Linked DNA regions of Mus musculus: region 1 is linked to region 2. Evidence: chromatin contacts called from public Micro-C data. All regions are on one chromosome and are shown on one strand. Each heading gives the region's core, a stretch centred on a gene start, on an enhancer-like site or on the middle of the called end of the contact. The rest is flanking DNA. Distances are from core to core; before and after follow the strand shown. Region 1 overlaps St3gal2 (ST3 beta-galactoside alpha-2,3-sialyltransferase 2). Region 2 overlaps Il34 (interleukin 34).

Evidence for each region. A called contact is a pair of places that touch in the nucleus more often than the background predicts.
Region 1: a contact with region 2 is called in a Micro-C map of the G1E-ER4 cell line. The contact joins two enhancer-like sites. A contact is called at or near these places in 3 of 39 promoter capture datasets (embryonic stem cells, liver and stem cell-derived epiblast-like cells), 18 of 484 Hi-C or Micro-C datasets (the Ba/F3 cell line, the C2C12 cell line, the G1E-ER4 cell line and 9 more), 7 of 115 datasets of contacts at active chromatin or transcription factors (double positive thymocytes, embryonic stem cells, extraembryonic endoderm stem cells and 1 more) and 3 of 9 other capture datasets (embryonic stem cells, liver and pancreatic islet).

What each region holds. Positions count from the first base shown.
Region 1 is chr8:110,952,776-110,957,922 of GRCm38.p6, forward strand. It overlaps St3gal2 (ST3 beta-galactoside alpha-2,3-sialyltransferase 2), which reads left to right. Exons shown (of 7, transcript NM_009179.3): 2 at 3,983-5,147. The coding sequence starts at 4,937. Among named protein-coding and RNA genes, the nearest start is that of Gm39251, 6.3 kb to the left of the region's middle. Within about 2 kb of position 2,181, at least 52 of the 459 cell types and tissues checked have an H3K27ac peak or open chromatin away from gene starts, as enhancers often do. A contact at or near this core is called in the G1E-ER4 cell line and muscle stem cells, where this site is marked.
Region 2 is chr8:110,746,293-110,751,330 of GRCm38.p6, forward strand. It overlaps Il34 (interleukin 34), which reads right to left. Exons shown (of 7, transcript NM_001135100.2): 3 at 3,133-3,266; 4 at 2,371-2,448; 5 at 1,951-2,112. Among named protein-coding and RNA genes, the nearest start is that of Gm15894, 6.8 kb to the right of the region's middle. Within about 2 kb of position 1,574, at least 5 of the 459 cell types and tissues checked have an H3K27ac peak or open chromatin away from gene starts, as enhancers often do. A contact at or near this core is called in the G1E-ER4 cell line and muscle stem cells, where this site is marked.

The DNA.
Region 1 (5,147 bases), core at 931-3,430, 210 kb after region 2:
TACTTCTACACTGGGAAGAGATTGAGATTTTACACACACACACACACACACACACACACACACACACACACACACACCTCGAAGTCTACCTCCACAGTGGCACACTTCTTCTAACAAGACCCTATCTACTCCAACAAATCCACACCTCCTAATAATGCCACTCCCTGAGCCAAGCATTCGAACACATGAGTCTATGAAGGCCATACCTATTTAAGCCACCACAGCTGGGAACAGGACTCTGCAGGCTTAAGTTATTTCCTTACACGTTAGGCGTAGAGAGGGGAAAAGGGAGACCTGGAAGATACAGTGGGTTGGCTTCCCGTTTTCAGCCTTGTTCAGCCAGAGTCTTTAATGTGTAATCTGCATAAGGATCCCGGGGGAGCATTTGAAGAAGCTCATTGAAGCCAGTGTTACTGGGGTCTCCTTGGAGTCCGTTCCAGGGCCTTGGATGAGGCATGTGAGAGAGGCATTGGGTTTGTTGTTGTTGTTGTTGAGGTTGTCTCATGTATCCCAGGCTGCCATCCATCTTACTGTCTAGTTGAGAATGACCATGAAGTTCTTTTTTTTTTTTTTTAAGATTTATTTTATTAATATATGTAAGTACACTGTAGCTGTCTTCAGACACTCCAGAAGAGGGAGTCAGATCTTGTTGCGGATGGTTGTGAGCCACCATGTGGTTGCTGGGATTTGAACTCTGGACCTTCGGAAGAGCAGTCGGGTGCTCTTACCCACTGAGCCATCTCACCAGCCCGACCATGAAGTTCTAATCCTGACTCTTAAGTGTTGGGACTATAACATAAAAGTATTTCTTGGGTGCGGGGGGTTCTTACACCCCTTTTGCTCCCAGATAACTGCAGGGCATTTCTATGTCCGCTCTAGCTCATCTTAGCTCCTGAATAAAGACACAGAGACCTGGTATTTTTATTAGCAAGCTGCAAGCACTAATAGCTGGGCAGGTTCTGATCTATTCTAACCTGACTAGGCTGCGACTACTCAGACAAATGCCCCATTACTTGCCATTCGGTCTTTCCCTGGTTCACTCTGGTCCGTGTATGTCCTCGTGGCTGCTCTCTCATCATGCAACATGGTGGTGGTGTTTCCAGTTTCAGGGGTTTAGTCAGTTATCATCATGGTGGGGAGTATAGCTGGGAGCATAGCAGTATGCATAGCACCGGGGTAGTAACTGAGAGTTCTGTCATGACCCACAGGCCAAGAGAGAGACCCTGAGCATGGCATGGACTTTTGAAACCTCAAAGTCCATCTCCAGTGACACATGTCTCCACCAAGGCAACTCCTAATCCTTCTGTGATGGTTTGTAGATGCTCGGCCGAGGGAATGGCATTTTAGAAGGTGTGGCCTTGTTGGAGTAGGTGTGTCACTGTGGATGTGGGCTTTAAGACCCACATCCTAGTTGCCTGGAAGCCAGTACTCTGCTAGCAGCCTTCAGATGAAGATGTAGAACTCTCAGCTCTGCCTGCATCATGTCTACCTAGATGCTGCTGTGCTCCCACCTGGATGATAATGGACTGAATCTCTGAACCTGTAAGCCAGCCCCAATTAAATGTTGTCCTTTATAAGACTTGCCTTGGTCATGGTGTCTGTTCACAGCAGTAAAACCCTAACTAAGACACCTTCTAATCCTTTCAAATTGTGCTACTCCCTGGTGACTAAGCATTCATCTCTATGATGTGTTGGCCATTCTTACTCAAGCTACTGCAATGGCTTTAAACTCAAATGATTCACTTGCCTTTATGTTCCGAGTGCTAGGATTATAGGCATGTACCTGCCTGGCTTGAAGCTTCAAAAAAATGGTACTTATTTAATTATTTGTGTATGTATATTTTGGACATCAGAGAAAAACTTAAGGGAGCCAGTTTTTGTTTTGTTTTGTTTTGTTTTGTTTTGTGAGGCAAGGTTTCTCTTTGTAACAGAGCCCTGACTCTCCTGGAACTTGCTTTGTAGACCAGGCTGGCCTCCGACTCATAAAGATCTACCTTCCTCTGCCTCCTGAGTGCTGGGATTAAAGGTCTAAGCCAACACACCAGGCAAGGGGGTCGGTTCTTTTCTTCTCCTATGTGGGTCCCAGGGATTGAATTTGGGTCAGTAGGTGTGGCAGGAAGAACGTGTTCCTTCTGAGCTATCTCAGCACCTCTGCCGTTCTTTCACTTCCTCCCTGAGCCTTGTGCAGCTGCAGTGACTCACAGGTTTCTTCTAGCACTCCGTCTCGTCTCAGGCATTGAGCGAGATCAGGTCTCAAAGCTCACTGCCACTCATAAGGTCATGGCCTTAAGCAGGTGCTTTCACATCTATAAGCATCATTTTCCTGATCTAGAATAATGTCTTCCCTATTATATCGTGCTAATACTGGTCCCTGATGGCTCTGGGGTTTCGCTTCACTGAAGAAATTTGAGCCATCACAAACTGAGGGGACAGGGGGCTTGTTCTTTCCTGTTCTCTCTTAAAAGACGTATTTATTTTCATTTTATGCATATGAATGTTTTGTCTGCGTGTATATCTGTATATCGTGTGCATGCCAGGTGCCCCAGGAGGCCAGACGCCGGTAAAGAATTCTCTAGAAATGGAGTTACAGATGACAGTGACTGCTGCCCTGTGACTGCTGGGAACTGGACCTGGGTTTCCTAGAAAAGCATCCAGTACCATTCACCACTGAGCCGTTTCTCTAGTTGCTCCTCCCCCCTTTCATTATTGTTTGTGTCTGGGTGATGGGTTGGGGTCACAGGTGGACTCACGATTCTCTCTTTTAAGTGTGTTCTGGGGAATGAACGAAGGCTGTTCAACTTGTACAAGTGGTTTGCCCACTGAATCATCTTGCTGGCTTTTTGTTTTGTTTTGTTTTGTTTTGTTTTTGTTTCTACTTTGAGGCAAAGACTCGGATTTCTTGTAGCCTTAGCTGACCTCGGATTCACTACTGAACAGCCCCCACCCAGCTCCTCATGGCCCTTCTGTTTCCTCCTGGGGCTGCAGGCTTCTGTCCTGACTGCCCCAAGACTGTCTGCCACTGTCACGGCAGAGAATCCTAGAATGTCTGGCTGGAGCCTTCAACAAGGGAGCGAGGGTTTAGGGCTGCCAGACCTGGGGGGTCACATCGGAGCTTTAAAGCGATTTAAAGCTGGCTGGATTTAAAGCGATGGTTTGGAGATGCCCTGAGCGTGGATTCAAACTCCTTTCCCTCAGGCCAGTGTGGGCTCTTCTCCCCTCTGTGTGCTAGGGACAGCTTGGAGCCTCAGGCTGCTGGGACTCCCGGGATGGGACTCTAGGGGTTCATTTTGTCCTTAATACACAGATGAAGGCAACTGCCCAGAGGGCTGGTTGGTGGTTGTTCCGAGACCAGATACCTCTTCTCCTGACATCTTTTCCCTCTATATGAGCAGGAAGGATTGTTCATGGTTCACTGAACCAATCTGTGCAGTCCACACTTGAGAGACCAGGGACAAACTTCTGCCAGCTTTCCGTGGGCACTACAAGTTCCCTGAGAGCATTATGTGGGGGGAAACCATTATTCTCAGACCTTGCAATCCTCCCTAGGCTAATTTCCCCTCAGTTTTGTCCGAAAGTAACTAACTACACATAGCTGGACAAGGCTTCCTAAATGGAGTGTGTTAGCCCTTGCCATCGGACCCAGGGGAAATTAACTTATTCCTTGTTTATTCTCAGGCTAATTAATGAAGGTGCAGTCCTCTGAGGCTGGGAGTTAGGCAAAATGATGCTATCCATGGACTGTTTGAGGAGAGAGCCTTTTCTTTTGTCTACGCTTTTGTTGATGGGCATCTCTTTTACTGCTGGCTCTGTCCTCAGACCATGGGTGGGGGCTGTGTGTGTGTGTGTGTGTGTGTGTGTGTGTGTGAGAGAGAGAGAGAGAGAGAGAGAGAGAGAGAGAGAGAGAGAGAGAATGCATGTGTACATATGTTATGTTCAGGTTCTATTGTCTAACAGCATATTCTTTCTCCTCTCTGAATTTCAGGGTCAGGCTGTGGCCGCCCGGTGCCTGACAGGTGAGGAAGAGCCTGCCAGGGGATCACTGCCAACAGGAGCCAAGGGCAGAACAGCCTCACCCTAGAAGCAGGGGTGGGCAGGGCAGTTGCCCTGCCAAGGCCAACAGTCCCAGGAAGGAGTCTGGAGTCCCAATGAGGACCACGTAAGCTCTCCTGATCCACATGGCTTAGAGTCTGGCACCTTGCTGAGCAGCAGCTGTTCCCAGCTCCAGACGACCCCACAGCACAGAGTAGGGGACCAGCCCCTCTGATGGGAGGCAGCAGGCCAGACGCTCCGCAGAAGGTCTTGGGTTTTTGTAGCCCTGACGCCCATGAAGATCACTGGTTTTCTTTCTGGCCTTGAGTCAGGCTCTTTTCCCCTGGCTAAGGAGTTGGACCAGGACGGCCTGCAAGTGCGAAGAGGACTCGTGCATGGAATGCAGGCCCCCTGAAGCCCGTGCACCCTCTGCTGTAATCAGGGTTCCAGGGATTCCCCACTGCAGGGGAGCAGGGGCTGCCTTAGCGTCTGCTCATGAGCCACAAGGACCCAGACTGCTCCAGACTGGACCTTTTCAAGCCACCAAAGAGGGGGGACCCCGGAGCTGGCAGCCAGCACTCACAAGGGACTAGAGGGCTGAGATGGACTGACCTCTGCCTTGACGGGGTGGCAGAAGACGCAGAATCTTTGTGGCCCAGCTAGTGACTGAGAGAGACCCGAGGAAGTTCTGAGCGAGAGGCTCTGGTGGCTCAGGGACGGTGGGAGGGGGGGGCTATTCCTGCTTTCCCCTTTTGTTGAGGGAAGGTGTGGCAAGAGTCCCCTGTCACGCTTCGTGCCCCTATGCCCTTTCTACGTGCTGCCAAAACAAGCAGGCTGCGCCGTGGCTGGCCCCGCAGCGGGCCGGGAAAGGATTGGCCACGGTGACAGCCACCCCGTGGCCAGCACGATGAAGTGCTCTCTTCGGGTGTGGTTCCTCTCTATGGCATTCCTGCTGGTGTTCATTATGTCCCTGCTCTTCACCTACTCGCACCACAGCATGGCTACCTTGCCCTACCTGGACTCGGGGGCTCTGGGCGGCACACACCGGGTGAAGCTGGTACCAGGCTATTCAGGACTACAGCGCCTCGGCAAGGAGGGGCTTTTGGGGAGAAATTGTG
Region 2 (5,038 bases), core at 324-2,823:
TCAATTCCCAGCAAACACATGGTGACTCACAACCATCAATAATGGGAGCCAATGTCCTCTTCTGGTGTGTCTGAAGACAGCTACAGTGTGTACTCATACACATTAAAAAAAAAAATCTGGCTGCAGAGTTGGGGTATATCTCAGTGGTAGAGGGAGTACCCAGTATACTGGCTAAGCTTTCAGCAGCCAGGAGGGGAAGGAAAAGGGACCAGACCCAACTACATCTGAGTAATATAACCATCGCTATGTACAGTGCCTCAGTCAGAGAGCCCAGGACCAGAATCAGAGGGCGGAGGCCTCACACTCTCCTGCCCAACCTCACACACATTAGCTTCTCGGTGTCTGTTCGATGGGTAAAACAAAGGCAGAAAAGGTCTCTTCCTCAAGCCAAGCCAGCTTGCCCAGGACACCCATCTTGCTCACAAGCACAAAAGGGCAAATCCGTGCGACCCTCTTAGCAGGAACTGGGAGAACCATCCCAGGAGAAGTTCCAGACAGCTGCAAAAACAGTCGCCTGTCCCAAACCTTTCATCATCAGAAGCTCCCAGCTGGTGTCAAATGATCTGGCCCATGGGCTGGGGAGGCCAGGCAGCTGGCTGAGCAGGGTCACAAGTACGTGTCCCGGCAGGTGTACACCAACGGCCTGAGGAGGTAGGGACATGTCTGTCAGGTTACAACTCGGGAGGTTTTCGGTTGGATGATCAGATGGCTTCGAGGGCTGCTTCTGAGACAGGCTCCCACTATGTAACCCAGATTGGCCTTGAACCTAACATCTCCCCCACCTCAAGCCTCCAGAGTGCTGGGTTACAGTCATGCCACACACTATCTCCTTTCCTTCCCATGCTTGTTCTAAACTCAAGTCATAGTCATTATGGCTCGCCCTCCACGCTCCACGGGCTTTTGATAAAAGCAGAGTGTCCACTGTCACCGAGTTACACAGAACAGTTTCAATACTCTGAAAGTTCCTGTCAGTCCACCTTGTAACTGAACCTTTGGCTACTTTGTGGGTTCTTTTTTTCTTCCACCCTTCTCCACCCCCTAACACTAAATAGTAGAGAAAAAAGCATAGAGGGGAAAGGGGGCGATGTTATCATTAGACTACTTCCTGCTGATTAGGGGTGTCAAGTTCTTGGGGCATGTTTGATCTTCACCCACCATCAGAATATCTAATTTCTTCTTCTCATCTCAACAAACTGTGTAACAAACGACATCTAACCACCAGCTGTCCAAAACAACCCCTTCTATCTATCTATCCATCCATCCAAACATCACACACTCGCAGAAACTATCTGCAGCTGACAAAACCATGCCTCTGCTAGAGCACGAGGCAAATCAGAGTCAGCTGCTGTGGACAATCTGAAGCAGCCCCATATCCCACACCTGGGATTAAAATGCAGACACATTCTTACAATATTTCTGTGTCTTTAAAGAACAAAAAAATTTCACTATCTTCTGCCTTCTTCCTTCTCCCCTTTCTAGAGGAGCCTCATTTTTTCAGATACAAATATGAAATTAGAGGATTCCCTGGCTTGTCTAAGACTCAGGACACAAGAGGCAAAGCCTGTTCTACACAGCAAGTTTCAGGCCAGGCGGGGTTTCAGAATGAAACTCTCTCAAACAAGCAAATAAATAATGCTGTCTTATGAAGATGGCATGCCCGGTGCACCCATGAGTACACTGGTTACCTCACAACACCTGTACAAGGTCTAGCCAGCGTGGGTAGTGAACAGTGGGCAGAAGTAATTGGACTCAATGGGTTATAAAATTAAAAACAACAATAATAAAAAAAATTTTTTTAAGAGGGGCGCTCAGGTAAGCTTGAAACAAGGTCCCAAATCCTCTCTGTCCCCATCCCTCGTGTGTCTCACATGCTCAGCGCATGGCAGAACTCTCCCTTCTTAGCCCTTTGCCAGCATCGGCCAAACCCACACGCGCATGCGCACAGCTCACCATGAGGCTCCGCTGTACGTTCTCCAGCAATGTCTGAACCTCCTGTAGATACTTCCAGGACGGGTGGCCCTCGAGAAGTACATCCATCACAGACTCAGTGGCATTGAGACTCACCAAGACCCACAGGTACCGAAGCTCTCGCTCACTCACGTGAGCCTTCTGCTGCAGGGACAGGAGACATCAGTGACGCACAAGCGTAGGCCTCTGGGCACTGACCACTCCCCTACCCCCATGCATTTGCCACTGCCTGGGACCCATCACAGTCACCCACGGCTGCCAGCAGACAACCTTGGGCCTAGGTTAGTGGCAGGCTTTGCTTGAGTGGCTAGGGAAAGGCCAATGGGACAACCTGCCAAGACCCACAAGCTTCTAAGTGACTTGTGGCAGGCAGCGGCTCCCCACCCCGGGAAGGGTCCTCACCAGCCTTGTGATGTTGGCCACTCTGAGTACCCCCTCATAAGGCACAGCAATCCTGTAGTTGATGGGGAAGTAATGTTTCTGAAGAGGAACAAGAACAAACCATAAGCTATGAGGCAGAAACTGTTTAGACGGGACCCCCAAGAGAGGAACGCAGCCTAGCAGCGTTGACAACAGACAGGTCCTCTACTGAGAGGTCAGATCTGGACAACTGGGCTAAAAGACAGCTCTCTTTTCCCCTCGGACAAAGGAGGTGGGGGTGGGGGGTGTGAGATCAGATACACAAGTCCTGTAAGGGCTGAAGTTTCAGGCCCAGGGGAGGAACCCAGGATTTTCAGGAGACATGGTACTTTGGAAGTGAAAAATATGGTTCATCTGACACTTACAAAGGTAACCTTCGCACAGCCTGTGAACATACTACACATCAGTGAGTCTAGAATCTGACACCTTATTATTTATTGTTATTATTAATAGTGTGGACATGACTCTCAGCACTGATGTGGAGGTCAAAGATTAACTTTCAGGAGTTGGTTCTCTCCTTCCGCCTTGATGTGGGTTCTGGGAATTGGACTCAGGCCATCAGTCCTGGGTACCAGGTGTGCCTTTTACTCAGAGCCGTCCCACCAGCCCCATGGGGTTCGCTCTCAGTTAGTGGGTTGTATGGTATGAGTTACTTCTCAATGGAGATAGTCTCAGAGATAGTCCTATAGAGCTGGGCCTGTGCTTGCAACCCTAGCACGGGGAGGCAGACGCTCTCCAGGTTACCATGTACTGAAGCCGGTTCTTGTACTGCAGCTTGCCCCGAAGGTAGCCTGTAAGGTCACACTCCTTATCTTGGGTCAGAGTCCATATCTCCAAATTCTCGTTTCCCAAAGCCACGTCAAGTAGGATCCCAAGACCTGTGGGACACACCCAACAAGAGCGGATGAGCGCTGGGCACTGTGTCTGCGCACTACCTGGTGTGCGTAGCTGAATCAACCACCATCCATCATCAAGCCTGACAAGTACTGAGGGGAAAGGCAGGTGCATGCAGAGCCCTAAGGAGGACTTGTCACCTGGAGTAGCAAGTACACCCCCACACACACACCATGGTCAGAGTCCCCAGGGTATGGTCTCCCGTCTCCCCTAGCTCCTGATTTTGGGTAAGTACATCGTCCAGGTTCCAAGGCACCCCTCAGCCCTTTGTCTGGAGTGATGAGTTTTCAAAGCTCGATTTTTCTCCATTAGATGTAGCAACAGGTCTTACAAGCAAGCTTCTGCCAGTCTGATGGCTCTGGGATGCTAAACAGACCCCCTACACCAGCAGAACAGACAATAATGCGAAGTCTTTTGAAACAGTACCAGGAATTACCACTAGGTGTCACTGTGACCTCAAAAACAGCTCTTGGGAGCTGTCCCCTTGACTGGAAAAAAATATTTTGAGAATTTACAATAAATATGAATAGGGAGTGGATGAAAGAAACACAAAAGAGCAAGAGATACCCAAAGGACCAATCTGCAATTAGCTGCAGTCTGAAATCAGAGAAATGGATCTACATGCAAAGCCGACCAGGGACAAGGAAACGAAGAAGGTTTTTATGAGATAATTTCATTTTAATAATCCTGATGCTGCCAAAAGAATTCTCAGCCTGGAAATGCACTTGGCCCGCTTAATAATGAAATGGCTTTTAAACTCTAAAACCTTCGACCCACTAAACTCATAAACTAGAAAGAAAACAGGAAACGTTTATTGACAACGACTTAAGCAGCATCATAGGTCCTTTGTTAAGATAAATTTATCAATGGGGGGGGGAACCACACGTGGTGATGTACGTTACGGGGGGAATGTTTAAGATATGTTCAACGGCCTTCCTAAGGAAGCCTGAGCCAGCGATATCAGCAGCTTAAAGGATGACTTCAAGTTTATTAATTAACCTCCCGTGCTTTGAAAAAAAGAGATGCAAATAACCGAACCAGATATCCGTGGGAGATTACCACTCCCGACCCTATATGCTAGGACATAAGGATGTTGCCCTGGCTGACCTGGTACTGACCTGGAACTGTCTATGTAGACTAGACTAGCTGGGACTCAGCCTTTTCTTCCTGGGTGCTGGGATTAAAAGTTCGAGCCACGCCTAGTTTAATATCTATTGTTGTTGTTGTTGTCAGAAACAATAATTAAACTTTGCCTTTTCTTTTTTTCTTTTTTCCTTTTTCCTTTTGAGCAAGACAGCCAGGCTGGCTGACATTACCTCCCTCATCAGTTACAAGCAGACATCACTAACTGGATCTCTCTCCTCTCACTTCCCGACACCTTGAAGATTTGGGGGCTTTGTATCTCCACTGTCTGGGGGCCATGCTCCCTCTTAGCTTCCGTTCCCCGTCTCCAGGATCGCCCTGCTCGTTCCCACGTGCTGGACCAAGTCCTAGGAGCGCTCTCTGTTTCCCCTGATACTTGGATCTACTCAGAATCTGAACTCCACACAAACCACAGTTACTGCCCTCTTCAACTGTAGAACTCTTGACAACCACTTTCTTGCAAGGATCACCTAACACAGCACTGGGCTGAAGGAACAAATAAACACAACCAGTATTAGGCCTACAAGATGGCTCAGTGGGTAAAGGGGCTTGCTACCAAGCCTGATGACCTGAGTTCAATCCCCAGGAACCACATGGGAGAAGGAGCGAACTA